Linked DNA regions of Sus scrofa: all the other regions are linked to region 2. A link is a contact called in public promoter capture Hi-C data. All regions are on one chromosome and are shown on one strand. Each heading gives the region's core, a stretch centred on a gene start, on an enhancer-like site or on the middle of the called end of the contact. The rest is flanking DNA. Distances are from core to core; before and after follow the strand shown. Region 1 overlaps LOC110257027 (a long non-coding RNA gene). Region 2 overlaps ITGA4 (integrin alpha-4). Region 3 overlaps LOC110257027 (a long non-coding RNA gene).

Evidence for each region. Promoter capture Hi-C pulls out the DNA fragments that hold promoters and counts their contacts.
Region 1: a contact with region 2 is called in a promoter capture Hi-C map of fetal liver, with 4 times the contacts expected there. The contact joins two enhancer-like sites. A contact is called at or near these places in 2 of 5 promoter capture datasets (fetal liver and liver), 6 of 47 Hi-C or Micro-C datasets (alveolar macrophages and blood) and 1 of 2 datasets of contacts at active chromatin or transcription factors (alveolar macrophages).
Region 3: a promoter capture Hi-C map of fetal liver shows a contact between it and region 2, with 4 times the contacts expected there. The contact joins two enhancer-like sites. A contact is called at or near these places in 1 of 5 promoter capture datasets (fetal liver) and 1 of 47 Hi-C or Micro-C datasets (brain).

What each region holds. Positions count from the first base shown.
Region 1 is chr15:86,802,760-86,807,582 of Sscrofa11.1, reverse strand. The region is part of intron 2 of LOC110257027 (a long non-coding RNA gene); the gene reads right to left. LOC110257026 (a long non-coding RNA gene) reads left to right here. Exons shown (of 2, transcript XR_002339180.1): 1 at 1-4,200. Among named protein-coding and RNA genes, the nearest start is that of ITGA4, 140 kb to the left of the region's middle. Within about 2 kb of position 2,627, at least 13 of the 83 cell types and tissues checked have an H3K27ac peak or open chromatin away from gene starts, as enhancers often do. A contact at or near this core is called in fetal liver and liver, where this site is marked.
Region 2 is chr15:86,944,832-86,949,825 of Sscrofa11.1, reverse strand. ITGA4 (integrin alpha-4) reads right to left here. Exons shown (of 27, transcript XM_013982231.2): 1 at 2,139-4,994; 2 at 1,699-1,820. The coding sequence starts at 2,335. Among named protein-coding and RNA genes, the nearest start is that of ITGA4, 5.2 kb to the right of the region's middle. Within about 2 kb of position 2,260, at least 40 of the 83 cell types and tissues checked have an H3K27ac peak or open chromatin away from gene starts, as enhancers often do. A contact at or near this core is called in fetal liver and liver, where this site is marked.
Region 3 is chr15:86,721,455-86,725,903 of Sscrofa11.1, reverse strand. The region is part of intron 1 of LOC110257027 (a long non-coding RNA gene); the gene reads right to left. Among named protein-coding and RNA genes, the nearest start is that of ITGA4, 220 kb to the left of the region's middle. Within about 2 kb of position 2,838, at least 4 of the 83 cell types and tissues checked have an H3K27ac peak or open chromatin away from gene starts, as enhancers often do. A contact at or near this core is called in fetal liver, where this site is marked.

The sequences.
Region 1 (4,823 bases), core at 1,378-3,877, 140 kb after region 2:
TTATAAGGAAGATACTTTGATAGATTGTTTAGTTTTAAAGAATACACATCACCTTGGCTAAAAAATACATTTACTTACTTCTTTGCTGTCTTTTTGTCGTAATGTTTTGAAGTGATTTTTTTTCTCTTCTATATTAGACAGTACGCTCTGATACCTTAAATTTATTAGATAATTCTTAGATGTCAGGCATTTTTCTGAGTTATTTGCACTTATTAATTATAGCCCAGCCATGGGATGGCCCCTTCACAGGGAGTACCTTCTTAGGGGAGAAATGACTTTGCCAAGGTGACCTAGACAGTAAAAGGCAGAGCTGGAACTGTAGCCCAGACAGTTTGGCCTCAGAACCCAGCACTGCGCCCTCAGCAAGAGACAGTCTTCTAAAGATAGAGTTTTTAATGTCTCTTCAATTCAGAGAACATAGCCATAGTTTCCTTAGCTCTACTGGGTTATATGTGCTTAATGACTAACTAGAAGAATTCTAAAAGAATTGTAAAGCAACAACTGCTGTTACTGGTACTCAAATTAATTCTTACTCAAATGTCACTAATATCACTAAATTATTTTGCAGAAAAAATGTTCTAAGAAGTTCAAAAGCATTAAGAACAACCTAATTATTTTCAAGTTTCATCACTTTATATTATTAAAAAATATTCTGAATCTCTACAACTGTTCCTAAATGAGGTTTGCACTTGTAAGTGACTGGGAATAAACTTCACAAACTATCTTCACATTTCATGATTTTTTTTTTTGAAGAGGAAAAAAAGCGAAGGTTTCAGTTACTAAGTAAACAATCTATAAATGTACATCCTGTCTAAAGAAGCAGAATATGAAACCAGAGGATTCTCAAGACTGAAGAAAGGGCAGAAGATTTACGGTTATTTTACTAATACCTTGTTCTTCTAGACATTTTTCTTCCACCTCTCCTATACCATTTTCTCCCTCTCATTTTTCCTTTTTCCCATAATTCATTACATTTTATATTTCTTTCTTCTATGTATCTCTTTTGCAGCTGTGAATAAAATTAGAGAAAAATTTCAAAATAATAAACATTGTTTTCCTTTCCTCATTTATTTGCCTACTTTATCTATCCTATCCTGCCCATTTACTCTCTTTTGTCCATTTTGGCTCTTTGGCCCATATCTCAGTCTCCATGTATGCAAAATCACACGTCATCTCCTTACAATAAAAAGAAATTACTGATTAAGAATATTTAATTTGTTAGGCACTAGGAATTAGGTGCGTCGTCCTTGGTGAGATGCTAATATTGTTCAAAGCCCAGTGTTTCCTTAGGAAATTCATTATCAAACTTCTCACCCTATTTAAGCACAAATTAAGATGAAGCAATTTTTGAAATCTGATGCTTAGGCAGAATTGAGAATTAAATCACCAGTGAAAGGGAAGAAGACAAGTGATATGAAAACTCTCAGACATGTTTACAAGCTGTGCATCAAACAGGCATGGACGTTTTGACTGAATAGTCTGTAAGGGACTAGGTATGTCTTATGGGTCTAATCAATCCTGCCCAAGAAATATTAAAATAGTCAACATTTGCAAAGAAAAGTCAGAGTATCTTCTTCTTGGATCCTTTGAACTTGGTGTTTAGGATAACCCTTCCTAAATGAAGCTCCTTATGGAAACTTGTCCCATTCAGAAACCCTACCAATGGTTTTTTCACCAGACTTAAAGAAAACAGATAGTAAACATCCATGGTAAATAACGAAGAAGGCATTTCCTACTTTTGTGGTCAAAGACAGGTGTTGACTTCTAAGCCGTGGGCAAAACAAGTATTCTCACCTTCCCAAATATGCAAGAAGTTCCTGGTTAGTGCGTGTGTGTGTGTGTGTGTGTGTGTGTGTGTGAGTGTGTGTGTGTGTGTGTGTGAGCGCACACAGGCACATAGGATTGGCATAACAAATAGTGTGGTTATTTTGTCTAAAGTACTCGAGGATCTTTGAAAGATAAGCCTAAAACCGTCGGAGATAAATACTTCCACTTCACAGATGAAAATGGAAATACAACTGAGAAGTGAGAACTCTCAGCAAGAACTATATTCATGTATATTTACTTCACAAATATTTATTGCACACTTAAAATGTGATTTGCAAGACACTTTTAGGACCTAAAATCAAGTTATCTTGAGTTCCTCTATCCAGTACTACTAGCTGTTAACTATAAGAAGATTAATAAGTTGTTAGCTACAGTAGCGTAATAATCTCTTTTCAGGGATAAATTATATTTGTATTTTATTTTTTCATAGAAGTAATAAACTTGCTATAATATAATGGAAATTTGGTATAGCCTTTCTCACAGCTGTCAAGAAACAAACAGAAATAAATCCATAACTGTTTCTCTTTTTCACATCACAAATGGGCAATAACATTGTCCTGTGTCCACACACACACTGCCAACTGAACACAAACTATGAAGTGAGGAAACATCAAGACTTGCTCTTTCCTTACAGACCCCATTTTGTCAACATACCTCAACTGTTTTAACACATGCTCTTCAAGATAAGAAAGCACACTGCATTACAGAGATATATATATACTCCGAACTGGTACAACAGCTTCAAACTGTCGCTATGCTCTCCAAACCACAAACAGTGTCTCCACTGTGCAGGGAGAGCAACAGAAGAATTTTAAGCAATTCTCTCGTACAATGGTTTCTGTTAACAGTTACTCTGAGCCTCTGCCTTGGACTGAAGGTGAAGGAAACTGTGAGCTGTCACCTTTGATGCCTCTCACCTGCTGATTCCCCCATAGTCCCTCTGAGTCATCCGTAAGAGGACTCTGAAAAGAATACAACAACACTTTGTACATTGAGTCCACATATTTCACACTTGGGCTTTACATTTTAATTGTTTCAAAAGAATATTTAACTAAGCACAGTTGCATTTGTCAGTTTAAACCAGAGCACTTGCGAAAGTAAATTATACTTAATATTCAGCATCAGAGATCCCATGTGGCTCAGCAGTAACAAACCCAACTAGTATCCATGAGGTGTGGCCCTAAAAAGATATATGTATGGCATGATTTCCACATCTGCAATGAAAAGAGTAAGTTGCTAGCTCTCTCAAGAAGTGCACCTCTTCTTTAATGTGTACTGCTGAGACTGATTAACTTAAAGGTGTAAATAACTAAGACTTTTAAAATTCCCGAAGTATATGATATTGTAATGAAAAAAGCACAATTTTTAAGGTTAGGATAACCCCAGTTTGTGTGCCATGGAGGACCCATGTGGCCTTAGTCAATTCACCTAATATCTCTGAGATCCAATTTTTTTAATAAAATGGGGAGAAAAAATATCCATATCATATGTTTGGTATGGGCTTTAAGTGAGATCAAATGTCTGTCCTACAGTGAACACACAGTAAATGCTAGCTGCCTTTCCTCATGTGAAAGAATATACTAAGTTTTCAAGCTCTATTTATCTTTGGACAACTTTTCTATTATTATTGAGGGAAATTATAATGTAAGCAAATTATAATATAAAGAAATAAAATTTCTGAGGTAATTTTTAGGGCTTTTCTGCTGAAGTAACACATATGACCACCTCAGGGTATCTGAACAGCAATTCAAGACATAGGAATAATTTAAATCTAAACAACAATTTAAGTTCTAGTATTGAAGCTTCAGTGGTAAAATAAAAAAAGAAAGTTACATATTAAGTATAGTTATTGTCCCTTAAAACCCTGTTTTCCCTTTTGGCATAATGAGTCTTCACTTAAAGTCAGAAAAGTCTAATGTTTTCCCTGAGCTTGTGAAAAAGAATCTAAAATTTATCTTCACTTTCCAAACAGAAACTAGAGTTGTTTTTTTAACTTAAATTCTAAAGACAGTGAAAAACATCCTGTAGTAATTAAGAGTAGTTTCTAATATCTTAAAGAAGCAAGCTTAAACTGCAATTTGTGAAGATCTATAGGCAGATAAACTCACAAATTTGTATCATTTATAGAGGAACTGATACAGAGACTCAAATCTAGTTCTAGGAGAAACTTCAAAGAATTTCAAAAGTCAAACTTACCACAAAACCCAGTTTGTAACCATGGCTAACGAAAACTATGACAGCTGTGGAATCGGTCAAAGATAACAAAGGGGTCATTTCTGTGTCACCTAAAGAGAGGCTACTTGTTAGATGCCAACTTTCCCTTTACTGCTGCTGACAGGGTGCTGTGCAGACATGGCCCAAGGAGGAGAGCAGGTAAGAGGTGGCTCTGACTCTAGAATAAGAGAGTGACAATGGAAAGCTGAGACTCCAGGTCTCTGGATGTCTTGCAACCAAGCTACCACAGGTTGGGTAATATTTTCTGTGCCCTTGCTGTCAAGTTAATATTTGAGCAAAAAATGCTCAGATATGATTGCCAGTCCTTTGCAAATTGGCATCTGGACTATGGAGTTAATTTAAATCCTGATTGTGCCAATTAGCTGTGTGGCATAGAATAAGCTATTTACCTTCCTCATCTGCAACTGGGCATTACAGTAGTTTCTATCATACAGGGTTGTTGAAATGGTTAACTGAGTTAACATCTGCAGAGCATTTGTTACACTGTCTCTTCAGAGGAGCCTCATTCACAGTTTCTTAAGTAAAAATGATTCACTTGCCACAGATGGCACCAAGAATTCAGAAAAGTAACTCAGATTTATGACAAAACCTTAAGTTCAAAAGGCCAAGAGTCAGAAAGTTTTTTAATGACTGAAATACAATTTCATCTATTTTAATAAAATCATTAATTAAATATCTAAATGCATATATTTAAATATTTAAACATATAAATCACATATTCTATACACTTTTTTTTTAGGGCCATACCCATGGCATATGGA
Region 2 (4,994 bases), core at 1,011-3,510:
TTGGAGGTTATTTCTGGAGTCAATCCCTATGCTCTGTGTGCCCAAAGAATTTAGGTTTTTCCTTCAATTCTGACAGGCATTATTATGATAAATTTTAAATTTCATCCAATATTATGACAGGCTCTTCCCAGTTAAGTACAGACATCTACAAATAGACTCGGTGCCCTTCCATACAGGAAGTAAGGGCTAAATACCAGTAGTTGTAATACCATGAATCAGGAAACTATGACAGGATAACAAAAATAAAAAACTTCCCTCCTGAGACCTTGTCAAAATCCTCTGGCAGATCAAGGTCGTCTGCTCTGCTCCCTAATTCTTCATCCTATAACTTCCTCATGCAATGAAAATTATGATCTGCAGATTATCCAAATAGATAGGTCCGTGAATGTGTTATGCTTACCTAGTTTGCCTTTGGGGGTGGAAAATGCTTAATGAGAGGATGAAGTTTACTCTATACCCTGCAGACAACTTCAAGACTTTTATGGATGCTCTCTGACTCAAAAATAAAATTCCATCATGTGCGTACTCTATTTGAATTCATTCTCAATGAAGAGAAGCAGCTTCCCAGTTTGAGAAAAAGCAAAGACTACTACCCCCAAAAAGGGGGGAGGAGGTGGTAAGATGCAATAACTAGCTTATCCCAAAAGTGCATTGATACAAAGATAAAGATGAGAAAGGTACCAACTGTGACCTTTTATTCACTTTCACAGATGACGTATCAGCTCAGCAGACAACATATTAGAATTTTCATTTAATTTTATTTGCGCTGAAGATGTATACATGATAGGAAAGGGCTTAGACTTTGGACACAAGTAGACCTGACTTTGACTTGGGGTCCCATCTTCTACTTGCTAGCTAAGTAATTCTAGAAAAAGTCCTTGCAACTCTCTGAGTCAGAGTCCTCATGGGTAAAATAAGAACAATGCCACTTTTCAGAAAATAAGCAACATACATAGCAGTTCTTAACAATATTTAGAACAAGATATAGTCTGAATTAATATTAGTTCCCCTTTCTTCTCCCATGTGTCTGTGCAAAGCAAATCTGCTTTTGGATTTGAAACACGAACTTTCTCCCCTCCCTCATCAGAATGCATTTTTCAAGTCATCACAAACCTAAGAAGAGACATTAATAAATGACGTAAAATAGAGGTATCTACGTAACATCAGTTTTTGGAGAGAAAAAATAATAATTATACGTTAAGCTTTATTTTAAGTATATTAACAATGGAGATGCCACTTTTTGCTTGTGTTCTTTTAGATTTCACATTCAAAGTAAAACTATATCATTTTCTTTTTTAGAAAGCTCTTGGGCTAAATGACAGGATAGGGAATCAATTCCAATTGCTAATCCTTATCTATTCCTTAGCCTGTTCTTTAATAAGGCTGATATGTCAAAGATGGAAATAAAATTTTCAAGTCTTGGCTTAGCTGGATCCTGTCCTTAATGTGCTGAGAGACTTGAAAATGTGTTTTACAAATGCGGGAAGAAAGGGAGAGGTGAAAAGAAGGTTTCATAAAAAAACTTTTCCTTCACATAGTTTTGTCAGAGAACTGCAATCATTGTCACGAGTGAAGTTAGTGAAAATCATTCACTTGGAGAATAGGCAACAGGAGTTCTTCCAGGACTTGTGCTTCCTTGGGTATGTGGGGATGGGGGTGGGGAGGGGTCACTAGCTTCTGGTCGCAGACTCAACTCACCCAGCTGAAGCTGTTCGCAGTTCCGCTCCGGATTCTTTCCGATTCTGCATCTATAAATCGCCCCAGGGTTGACCACCGAAGTATTAGCTTGCCAGCTGGCGGTGGGCGCCCCGACTACCAGCCTAAAAAGAGAATTGTGCACGTGCGCGCAGACGTGAGCGGTGCTGCCCATTGAACTCCAGGTCTCTACAGACGTGCAGCTGGCAGCAGGGCCGCTCTCCCCACCTCCTCCTCCGCCCGCCCACCACCCCAAACTCCAGAACGCACACTGGGTGCTGCCACCTCAAGACAAATTAGTTTCCCGGGCACTTCTCTCGCGAGCTGGCCGTCTCTGCGTCCCCCTCCTTCCTCCTCCACAGGGAGGAAAGTTTCAACCCGCAGGGAATCCCTGAGGCGTCTTTTGCTCGCGGCTTTGAGTTACCGAGACCGACCCCACTCACCATCGGTTTGCCCCGTGGCTGTGCAGCACCACCGAGTAGCCGAACAAGGTTTTGGAGGGGCCCTTGTAGAGCAGCGGGCTCTCGGTATCCACGTTGTAGGCGCGCCCAGTCGGGACTCCCAAGAACAACAGTAGCATCACTGCTTTCGAGACGGCTGCCCTTCGGGGGCCAGGCCCGCGCCTCGATTGTACAGCCATGCGCTTGCGGAAAGGAACATTCAACACCAAACGACCATGGTCTATCTCAAAGTTGCGCGGGATGCGACGGTCAGCCAAGGGGAAGAGCGCCCCAAGAGAAGAGGCTCAGCGTGTCCGGCGCCGGCGGGCAGGCGGGAGGGAAGAAGGGAGGGAGGGACAGAAGGAGGGAGGGGAAGTCGGGCCGCAGCGGGCGGAGCGATCAGAGGTGGCCCGGGATGCTGCGCGCTTGCCGGGCCCCACGCCCTGTTTCTGGAGCCGAGGAGGTGAGGTACTCCCGAGGTCTGGGGCGCGGGCCGCTGGGTGGGGTCCCGGGCGTGGTGCAGAGGCGCAGTACCTAGCGCCGTTTCCCCCATCGCGCGGCTGTAGGGGGCGCTGGGGGACCTTAGCTGCGCAGGACGCGCGCCAGACTGGGGCCACCTAGTCCAAGCTGAGCGCGGGATGACGCCTGGCTCCTGGGACTTTGCAAGAGTAGGGCGAGAAGGGGCCCCGGGCTTCGCCTTTTAACTGTGGTTGGGGCCTAGATGCGTAGCGACGAGGTTCCAATCAGCCTCGAGAGCCCCACTATGAGGCTCCTCGACCTGCCCCGCCTGGCCTGGCCAGTTGCAAACTCGGGCACCGGGATGGACTGCGGTGGGGATTCATCCTGATCTTTCGTTGGTTAAGCGCTATATTTGATTTGGGGGCCATAAGGAACCACTAGAAAAATCAATCAGGGAGACACAAATTAAAAACAAACAAAAGGCACTCCCTGAAGGCACCTGAGAAATATTTTGGTGACAAAGACGTTTTGGTATTCACTTTGAGACTCAGAGCCCTGCACCCCTCTATGCCCACTTCCTTCCTCCCCGCACTTCCTCTTAAGTCCCAGCCTATTGCTTGAAGAGCAGTGGCTAGGGCTGAACAAGAGGGGCGGGTGTTTTAAGGCTATTGCTAAGTCCAAGGGCTGGATTAAGGAAGCGCTGTGACTTGCCTCGTTTCAAAAGATTCCTCTGTTGGGACTCTTGACGCTCCCCATTTCCACACATCCACCCAGTTGCCACCGGATGCACCTGCCATCAGGGCTCAGACCCAGTTGAGGTCAAGAGACACACACCACAATGAGCCTATGAAAAAGCGCTGAGGACCCACAGCACAACACACCTGAACTGGGCTTGATTCTCATCCTAATTAATCCATGGTGTGCTTCAGGTTTCTTTCTAGAGCAACCAGCCACAGCCATAAATGATTAGGATGGTATTTGTAGGCAATGCAGGTCCAAGTTAATATATTATTACTCTATGGTAAAAAAACATAAGAAAACGTGCTCATCACATAGTGTCTGTGCACATTAAAACAACTGAAATAGCACATCTGAAGTTGTAAAGGCAGATACATAATTAAAATACTTGTTCCTTTTTTCAACATATTCATTGAATGGGCACTTGGTAGGCCCACAGAATGCCAAGGTGAACAAGGCAGGGCAAGCTTTTAGGAAAATTTTCAGCCAAGTGGTAGATAGACAGATGTTTACTAACTAGAGAAAATTCAGAATGCTTTAGGGGCACTTACAGGACAAGGAGGGCTGCATTAGACTAAGCACTCCCTGAACTAGGAAGGAACAGGAGGGATAAAGGAAGAAATAGACTTAAGAGAGTTCTGAGAACTGAACCTAGAAGAACTTGGTAATAGTACTGGTAAATACCAATGTGGAGCTAAGATGAAGGAGTCTTGATGGGACAGGACCTCATTTCTATGATGATGGTTATAGTCATGGTTCTGATTTTCATTACAATTTCAGAAAGTCATCCTTTATGACCTCATGCACTATGTTAGCCCCAATTTTTATTCATCCAAGGCTTATTGAACAGTTCACTTTTCCCAAGTATGGAGGAATAAATGGTATTTAATGTTGCTATGACAGAGCCTGAAGATACTGCTCTCTCTCCAATAGATACTTTTGCAGGTAAGAGTGACAGTCAGGTAGCAGGTGGGTGAGCATGTTCATGCAGGAAGAGAGGGACTTTGTAAAACTACTTAGGCCTATCCCTTACCCTGAACTGAACTCAAATACTCGGTCATTCAATTAATGTCACTTGATTAATATGCTTCAAGTGCCCATAGTGTGCTAGGAGCTGGATAAAACTCTCAAATAAAAAACATACTTCAAGTGATTTCTATCCTTGGTAAGAAGTCCTGCCCAGTAGAAACAATTCTCACATGGGCTCGCCCAGTTTCTCAGCTATTATCAAGAGTGAGCATTTCTCCTTCTTGAAAGTCTCTCTTCTCATGATACTAACCTTTTTGAACTCTTTCCCCTTTTTTATCTGGCCACTATGAGTTTCCTTTGCTGGTTTCTTCCCCTCCTCCCTAAGTATAGGAAAGCCCCCGGGGAGTGGGGGTGGGAGCTCCATTCTTTTTCTTTCCTTCTCTTTCTCCTCCTCCTTCTTTAACTCATTTCCTGAATCTTTAAATACTAGCTAAATAATCCCACTAAATACTCCATAAGTCACAGTTCAGGTCTTCAGACTGGATCTCTCTTCTCAACTCCAGACTCATATGTTTCACTGCTACCTGATGTCTCTATTTGGATGTCTAAATGAGCACTGTGCACGTAACAAACTTAACACTGAATTCCAACCCACAGCTCAATTATTCTTCCACTCAATCTTCCTTTCCCCAG
Region 3 (4,449 bases), core at 1,589-4,088, 220 kb after region 2:
CAAATAGTGACAGTTTTACTTCTCCCTTTCCAATTCAGATGACTTTTATTTCTTTTCCTTACATAATAGTTCTGACTAGGGCTTCCAATACTGTGGTGAATAAGAGTGTCAAGTTCCTACTCTTAATCTTTATGCAACACTCAAGTAGTTGCAGTTATAAACTCGATCACTTTGGGGAAATAAACCAATACTGTAAATGATAAAGAAAGTCACCATGTTAATATTCAACCATTTGGAGAATAGCAGGTAGTGAATAAGCATAGGAGAATGATGACTTGTGCAGTCAGCTTTTTCAGGATCAGCTTTAATTGCTGGGAGCTACCTTGCCCATATCCCCACCTGACCTGGGCTAGTCTGCCTCCTCCAACTAAGCCAGGCAGAGGCACAAAGCCCAGCCATTTTGGTCCAGGACCCTGACAGACAACCCTCTCTCCAGAGGTGCTTACCGGATTGGACAGTGTTTCGCCAGGTCTCCTTCACAGTTCGACTTCCTCCTCTATCCAATCTTAGTTTCACCCATTCCTTCCTACAGGTGTTAATCCTTAATACACCTCTTACATTCCAAACTCTGAGGAACTAGGCTATAGCAATACTTCAGTGGCTTTTATAAATGAATAAATAAATGAATAAATACATATATATTGTGAATTACTGGGGACTTTCTAAGTCTCAAGAATCCAGACATAGAGATGTACTTAATAATATAATTTGAATAGTACTCTTAAGACACAGTCCTCACACATATGCAAAGTGGAGGTAAGAAGTGGGAGGGTGCAACAGTAGTAAGAAGCAAGTATCCACTTAATCCTTCTTCAGACTGAATGATTAGATAATTCAGAACCACATACAGTTCTGGAACAAGGGCAGGATGACAGTCAACAGTCCCATGAATTTCTCCATATGGAGGCCTATATAAACCACCGTATCCTCATAGATCTACAGTGTCCCTAGTTGATAATCCCACAATGTTATCCTCGTCAGTATGACCTAGGTACCTATGACATCGGTTCCATGTCGGAAGATTTCTATAAAATTATTTCTAAGACACTGTCAAATATAAAGGGATTCTCATCAATATGGCTCAACAGTTAAACCCTATGTTACAGATGAAATCCAAATTATGCATGAAAAGTCTGACTGCCATACAGTGTTCCAATGTTTTACATACATTCCATCCATTTTATGCCTGTTCTAAGTACCATTTTATTCCTTGATGCTGTCAACTCTACCCCATTAAAGAGGTAATGATAACTAGTCCATCTCAAGAGAATTTATGTTTTTTTTTTTTTTTAAAAGGGACACTCAGAACACAAGAAAACTTTCTAGACTCTGTAGAATAGAACAATCATAACGGAAAGGCATATGACTCATATTTGGGGACAAGGGACTTACTGTCACTCTCAGTTGAGATGCGCTCTCTAGGCATAAAGGGCATGTCTGTTAAAGGTGGAGGTGAGAGAAGCAGAATTATTTCCTCTTTCTAGGGTCCACCTCACCAGATAATAAGGGTACATTTGTATGCCTCATGCTTTTGAGGAAAAGTTTCATGAAAAACAGTCATCTTAATTTCTTTTTAATGAAAATCACTTGTGTATTTTTCAGAATTTTAGTCCAATAAGATAAGTATCTTTAAAAAGAAGAAGCGAGGAAGACAGGAGGACAAAGAGTTTAATCTTGATTAACTCATAGAAAATTTGTAGATATAGGATCCTGTAGATTTAAACAAACCTCAAACTAGATATCAAAAAGGGGGAAGAGAAGTTCCCATTGTAGCTCAGTGGTAGCAAATCCAACTAGTATCCATGAGGACACAGGTTCAATCCCTGGCCTCTCTCAGTGGGTTAAGGATCCAGTGTTGCTGTGAGCTGTGGTGTAGGTCACACAAGTGGCTCGGATCTGACATTGCTATAGCTGATGTTCCCAGGCTAGCTGATTCAACCACTAGCCTGGGAACTTTCATATGCCGTGGGTGTGGCTCTAAAAGAAAAAAAAAGGGGGGAGAAGAAAACAAATATATTTGGTTGTAACCTTCCAACAAATCATGTGCTTTTTAAATTGCACAATTTTTCTAAACTAGTCACAAATCATGGAGATGGTTATTAACCATGTCATAAAATTCAAGCAAAGAAAAAAATGCTTAATTAGAACTGACATGGTCTGTTCCTCTTAAACATAAAAAACTCATAAATTACTTTCATATGATTCCAGTTTTGTTTTTCACTTTCCAAATGCTGACCTGGTTTTAGCATGGTCACTCTTACCAATTTAATGTATAATTTACATTAAAACTAATCTAGAAGTCTACAATTTAAGCAACAGCCAGATAAAATGGGTTAAAGGCACATGCTTTAATGAAATATTGTATACTGCCTGACTGAAAGTGATACTTCTGTTCAAAGTATCAAAACAAACAAACAAACAAACAAAAAAACCCTGTTTGGGATCTAGGTGCTCCAATATTAAAGGACAGAGGCTGTTTGTAAGGTTTCTACAACGTGAAGTGGAACACTCCCATGACTAAGTGGAGCATTACTGCATATTACAAATGCAAAACAGAACTTTTTCAACGCCAGCATGATGAGAAAGTTTGGAAAAGCTGCTGAAGGGATCAGCAGAAAGAAATCTTATCTAAACCTTTCTCATCTGACTAAAAAAGTCTCTCTTAAATAGAGGTGGCTTTAACCCTTTCTGGAGAAGCTTCCAGCTACTTTCTGGAGGAGACTGCTCAATAAAATCTTCTTTACTTCCAAATTGAAGATCTAACCAGTCTCACCCCAGCCCCGCTCTTCACCCCCTTTTTGGTTAAACTGATATACAAACCCCTAGCTCTGGCTATTCTGATAATCATTCACTACTGAGTACTCCCACAAGTATAATAATCTTTTCTCCTGCATCTGTCTACTGTTGATTAATTTGTGGGCCCCACCACCAGAAATTATGTTGTAATCTCACTCTGGGACATGAGATTAAGGGAAAAAGCTTCCCCACTTTCCATCTAAAGGCAACCTACCATGACCTGAAAGCCAGATTTTTTTTTCCCCCCTAGGGCCACACTTCAGCATAAGGAGGTTCCCAGGCTAAGGGTTGAATTGGAGCTGCAGTTGAGGCCCACACCACAGCCACAGCCATACCAGATCTGAGCCACATCTGCAAACTAAGCCACAGCTTGTGGTGACACCAGTTCCTTAACCTACTGAGTGAGGCCCAAGAATTGAACCTATATCCTCATAGAGACCACATCAGGTCTGTAACCTGCTGAGCCACAATGGGAACTCCCTGAAAGCTAGATTTGAAATTTATATTAATTTTTCCTGATTTTTTTTTTGGAATTTATGGAGTTTGGTAAATACTGTTATAGAGTTGAATGCTACTCCTCTAGTTTAGGACCAAATCAGTATATCTTGTTAATTTTTGCAAGATGTTGAAATACAATAGAATTTTTATTTAAAACAAATATGCTAATGGTTAACACAAATATACATTTTGGGAGTAAATATGCCTAAATTAAAATTTAAAATGCATCAAACAGGTAAAAAGTGTTTTATAGGATGATAAGGCCTCAGTTAAGGTACAGTATGTCTAGAAAAAAAGCATGATCTTGGTTTCAGGCACTCAGATTTGAAAATCATACATATATTGTGGTGGTCACCACACCCAGAATAGTGCTGTTGCCGTAGTAACTGACCTACTTATAAAGAAACAAGGGTGATGTGGAAGAAGAACAAAGAAACTAGAGTGAAAAATAGAAGTAACTGGCCCTGAATATGTAATAACAGCAAGAAAAATACTAAGATAGGATATGTTGAGAGGGTGTTTTATTTCAGGAAAATATTAGGAACTTTAGAAGAGTCAAGTCTTCTGTTCCTTTTGAATTTTTTATTGCCTGAAAGCTACGCACATAAGAGGCACTCAAATACTTATTTGGGGGTGGGGGAGGGAGGAGAGAAGGAGAGGAAAAAATGAGAACATCCAAGAAAACTATTCTGTACCATCACATCAGTAGGCATCCAAATAATAGAACAAATATCAGTGATCACTTTAACCACCAGTTCTCAAACATAAAACCCAACTGTGAATGCTGAAGGAGAAAATGTCCTTATTAAAACCTATGACTGTAAGTATTCATAAATGACACTCAAGTCACTCTTAAATTCTGGTTGTCACTGTGATGGGAAAGGCTCAGCCTGAAGGTAAATTATTTTCTTAAGTTTGAGTTTAATTCATTCAGCCAGTTCTGAATTTTGAAAAGAGGAAAACATATGTTTCCTTCCCCAGTGGCATTTTTACACTCAAATAAGTCACAAGTAACTATCCTGTCAACAGTTCAAGTAATAAAAAAAGGCATGATTTTGAAGATTCATGCATTTAAACACAAATGGATATTTTGTAGCATGTTTGTAGGTATTTTGGTTTTTCAAATGTGACTTTTGGGGTTCTAATATTGTTTTA